Linked DNA regions of Gossypium hirsutum: region 2 is linked to region 1. Evidence: chromatin contacts called from public Hi-C data. All regions are on one chromosome and are shown on one strand. Each heading gives the region's core, a stretch centred on a gene start, on an enhancer-like site or on the middle of the called end of the contact. The rest is flanking DNA. Distances are from core to core; before and after follow the strand shown.

The links. Hi-C and Micro-C count contacts between places; a contact is called where the count stands out from the background.
Region 2: a contact with region 1 is called in a Hi-C map of leaf, with 2.3 times the contacts expected there. The contact joins the promoter of LOC107887251 here to the promoter of LOC107962761 in region 1. A contact is called at or near these places in 2 of 34 Hi-C or Micro-C datasets (both in leaf).

What each region holds. Positions count from the first base shown.
Region 1 is chrA06:17,437,445-17,440,043 of Gossypium_hirsutum_v2.1, reverse strand. LOC107962761 (inactive protein kinase SELMODRAFT_444075) reads right to left here and starts at 1,283. Exons shown (of 9, transcript XM_016899260.2): 1 at 345-1,283. The coding sequence starts at 507.
Region 2 is chrA06:17,950,251-17,952,849 of Gossypium_hirsutum_v2.1, reverse strand. It overlaps LOC107887251, which reads left to right and starts at 1,294. Exons shown (of 13, transcript XM_016811440.2): 1 at 1,294-1,510; 2 at 1,600-1,668; 3 at 1,775-1,826; 4 at 1,926-1,999; 5 at 2,078-2,208; 6 at 2,412-2,597. The coding sequence starts at 1,486. It overlaps LOC121230446, which reads right to left and starts at 1,176. Exons shown (of 2, transcript XM_041115273.1): 1 at 1,068-1,176; 2 at 560-935. The coding sequence starts at 1,176. The coding sequence ends at 673.

The DNA of each region.
Region 1 (2,599 bases), core at 34-2,533:
ACAAAATAAGTTCCTCCAAAACTTTTCTTCCTATTGGATAAAAAGGCAACAAATTTTGTTGCAATGACTGCATCTTGCCACTTGTAAGACTTCAAGGTTTCAAGATCCAAACCTGCCAACCAGGCAAAATCTCTATACGCCGACTAATTACATTTTATGCTTTAGATCATCTAGTGATAATTCTTTCCTTAAACATAAGCAAGTGGTGTAGAAGTAGAACATATTAGTTATCAAACATATGAAAAGCAGAACCCAATGTGCTCAATGATTTTATCATCATACAAAAAGTAAAGAGAAAACAAATAAAAGTGAAAAATGTGTTTAAGAGGGAAAAGTTAAGTTACTTGAGGAGTGGACAGGAATAACTACGAGCAGCTTAATGCAATCCCCAGGCTGGGCAACATGAGTCAAAGCCCAGACCAGAGCAGTCCTTGGGATCTCCCTTGCTGCTTTAACAGCCACCACCACTACTTTATTAGCCAAATCTGAGCTACCCTTCTGTTTCATCTCCAAAGCCAAGCTAGAAACTAAACCCCTAAACACCTTCCACACACCCCATAATCAAAATCCACCCACCCCCCTTTCTCCATCATAAACAAAACTCTCGATCAAAAAAGACTGTATTTTTCCCTGATTCACAATACCCGAGATGCCCTTTTTTTTTTTTACCCCCTCTTTGAAGTGCTCGGCAGAAAAGCTTGATTTGAAAAAAGAGGGAGTAGCAGACAGGGACGTGCACTTCAAGGTAACTTTATCAAATCAAGTAATAAGCTCTTTCTCATAAAAAGGACGTGTCAAAAACTCTAGTTACCAAGCTGCAAAACCCCTCTTTCTCTCTTTCTCTCTCTGTATTAAAAGACAGCTTTGCCTGGTTTGGATGCAATAAAGGAACTTGTATCCGTTATTGTAACTTGTAAGAACAAGGTCAGCTTTCTTTCACAGAAACTGAGGCTGCCTTTTCTTTAAGATCATGTAAACTGCGTGAGCTTTCTTTACAAAAAGAAAAACGATTCTTGTGCTACAAAAGCGGTTGGCCTAATTTTAGAAGCTTTTCTTTTGTTTGTCTTGTCAACTTTGTTAATGTTCATACATATATATCCTCCAGCTTTCTACAAAATTACAACAAAGCTTAATAGGCAATTATATATTAATATATTATCATATAATTAACAGGCGACAAAAAGAAAACAGGGCATGGTTAAAGATAAGACGACAATTTAGTACCAAACCACATGTAATTATGTAAGTAATCAGTTGCATGATTGGAGGAAAGCTTTTTCTTACCCCCTTTTTTTATCTCCCTTAATCTGGACTTTTATAAGCTATGAAAGTTGAGAGTTGGTAATGGAGGGAAGCTAATTGTGTACAGTTTTCAATCTGTTTACTAGTGTTTGGTCATGTGGCTTACCTTCCATTTTGTTTTAACACTAAAATATTTCTTATGAAAAGCAACAAAAATGTACTTTAAGATCTTGGGGTTTCCTATTTCTTGCACATTGAAGTTATCATTATTTGATCTACAGTTTTTTTTAAGGCAACTGTCTCTTGGGACTTGAGACAGTAATCAATTATTTTCTGTCTTAAAAATATACACAGATAAAGTACAGCTTCTTTTTTTTAAAATGTGGCACTTAAATTAGTGCAGGAACATCAATTAAATTTTCTTTTGTTTTGTGTAGTTCTAATACGACACAGCATGGCAGATTAGTAGTGTGGTAGGACATAATATATGAACCCTACATACTGACAAATGAAGACAAAGAGCTTGTGGTAGGTCATGGCAACATCAATTAGCAACTTGATGCCATTTGAATTCAAAGGAATTGTCAATTTGTAGACAGCAAAACTTCAGCTTATAGTTTTATCTCTCTTCTAGAAATGAATGTCGATGATTTGTAATAATTGAATAATCGAATTAGTGATTAAATCAATAAAATAATTATTAAATAATTAATTAAATTTCATAATAAAAAAATTAAAATTATAGAACCACTTGTAAGAGAACATATTCAAAAGGTCTATGATCCCAACATTTTTAATTTTTCGTATGTCCTCCTTTGCACCGAAAAATTGAAGGACAAATAGTCAACCAGAGATCTACAATTGAAAAGAAAAAATGCAACACAGCTAAATTCAATGGGATATTACATGACAGTTTACAGCAGATAGGGTGTAGTTAATGGTGAAGATAATTTATATCAAGGACTGTAATTTCACATGCAAACATTGATTTCTGGTAGTATAAACTATGAAGAAATGAAGCAAATAAATTGAGAGGTAGGTTAGAATTTGGCATCCAAAAAGCTCCCAATTATATCATTCTTTTTGAAAAGTGGGACCTAAAGTTAGATAGCTAGACGCAATGGATGACTACCTTTACTAAAGATAAATAATAATGAAAGAGAAACTTTAAGATATTCCCTCATCTTTTTTTATACAAAGCTTTGCTCCAAATCTGTTCTTCTACAAACAGGAAAAGAATCAAAATTTAAAGACAAATATATATATATATTCTAATTCACTCAATGAAACTTTTTGAGATCATCAACTTAAACAACTTTGGTGCTAAATGATTTAGCTTTTGACAATGAATGCAGGA
Region 2 (2,599 bases), core at 45-2,544, 510 kb before region 1:
AATATCCCTTATTCTTGACAATGAAAACTTCATTTATTTTTAATAATAAAAGATAGTTTTTTAATTTTAATTTTTACCAAATATAATATCACATTGTACTTTGTTTTTCGATTGGTCTTGTCTTTTTAATGTCTATATTATTACTTTGAATATCTTTTAACGATAAATTAATTTCTAACCCACCAACAATTTTCATAGAAAAAATTTCTATTGATAAAATTATACTAGTTAAAAATTTAAATGATAAGGGTGATAATTTCATCTTTATAAAATAATAATAATAATAACCACAATTAAGTTTACAATTTAGCTATATGTAATTAACACAAAACTTATATGATATGAAAATTGTGTTCTTCTCGTCAAATATGTTTAATTTAATTTTCTTTCAGTTCTTCATGTCTTACGTCCAAAACTTTTTCGTCTTTCCTTTTTATTCTCAAAATTTGCTGTTAATAATTTTGAATGAATTGTTTATTATTTAAACTTTTAGAAGTCATTCTCAACAAAGAGATTATTCATTTCCCTCTTTGCTTTGCTTGATTTTCGAGTAGTTATGTTATTCTAATCCTTCATTTTTATTGAAATGTTTATTTTTAACTCACAATACATTCCAAGTACTATCAAAAGCTTTAAAAAAATAGAACATACATGTGTATGTGACACTTACATTTAGGTCCCAGTAACATAGATTGTCTGACCTTCTTTCTTCCTGTTGCAGCATATATGTTTGCAAAGGCAAGGAAGGAAGAAGGGTTGAAGCAATGCGGATAACAAACAGAGTGAAACAAAAGAAGATTTATCTTTTGCTCCAGAGACAACTCCATGAGGTAATGACAAACCACCAATCTTTTCCAGTTGTTGCACTATCTTTGAAGGTTTTGGACTCCATTCCTGAATATCAGCAGAGAATGGAAAACTCAAACCTAATGATCCTGAAGAAAATCAAGAAAAGATTTGAAGATAAGGCTGTTTTCAAGCAATTTATTCATGCAATCTCTATGGGTTTGTCTAATCTAAACCCATATTCCCTTTTTTCCCCAAAATATAGAGAGAGAGATGGTTACTTATTGCTCCTGCTATGTTAGTTGCCTTGATAGAGGGTAATAAGGGCCAGCAAGCAACTGGACCGATTGGCTTTATGTGAGACAAAGGATAGAGATCGACTGCCCCCATTTCCCTGCTTTATAGATGAGCCATAAATAATTTTGAAGTAGTGGGGTCCTTTATGTAACCTTTCCTTCAAGTCCAGCCACATATGTATTTTTTTTCAATATGAATTTCTTTTGAAAAAAATTGAGCATACATATGTTATACACATTCATATCCAGAAAACGTCCTCTTCCTGATAAACAATGTTTTCCTTTTAAGCCATCCTTTCAAATTATCAAATTTGGCATGATAATGCTAGTTTTAGTCACTGGTTAATCTCTCTTATCATCATCATCTCTGCTTTTCTAGTCTCACAGAAAAGATTTCTCTCAAATGCCAGGAACCATCCAAGTTTCAGGTATCAAGTTTTGTCTTAACTGTAATTCCAATATGGTAGTTGAAGTTCATACTCCTTTTTCAAGACTTCCCTCATTGAATTCATTTCAGTTCTGGATTTCAAGGGTCTCCATTCATCATCATTATCATCATCATCATCATCAAAAGTATCAATAAAAGGTAAACCAATCAACATTTTCTTGTCCAAATTTTCTTATCTTGAATGGCTATATTCTATACACTGTGAGAAGAAAATTTTACCAGTGAGTTCATCTTCATAACGCAGTTTCCAAGGGAAAAATAGAGTACCAGACTTGGGACAAAGGGGAATTCTCATTGTAATGACTCTAAACATTGTTTTGACATCCTTTGATTTTGCTGTGTTTTAAAGTTGTGAATTTTGCTATTGAATTCCAACATGTTTTGCTATTGCACAGTCCATTGACAACCCTTCGTGACAACTTGATTATAACAATACAAGATGCAGAGGGAAACGAGATTTCTCATACAGGTTTGTGCCTTTTCATTTTCCATAAGCATTTAGAATATTAAGAGTTAGTCTGAGTGAAAAAGATATGGCATGGGGCAGGACTTGAAACCAGATTGGTGGTTGAGAAAGGTGTTTGGGATGACATATTTCCCCTTGAAGGAGGTGGGCATGCTCATATGAAGTTGCAGTTTTTCCTCAATGAAGAAGAGCGCCAGCAAATTCGGATAATGGTATTCTTTTTCCCTTGCTTTGCTTTTGATGCAATAAATGACTGATCATACAAGATTCCTTTTATGTGTGCATTAAACCATCAGCCAGAATATGGGATGCACTGCATTAAGCTGTTTGATAAAATGCATGCCTATGGTATCCTGATAAACCTTATTCCTTTCCGTGGCGCTACTAAGTTATATATTTCTAAGATCATTTTCAGAGGGAATCTGCACTGAAGAAGAAACATGAAGAGCTTTGCAATAGTGGTCATGGAAGTCCCAAAAATGCTTCTGTTAGTTATAGTGAAGCCAGTCAACTGTCTGTCCCCTTAAACAACCCCAAGGATGCCAAATTTGATATCGACAACAGAGACAGAAGTTATTCTATTCAGAAGCAAAAGAGCACAGT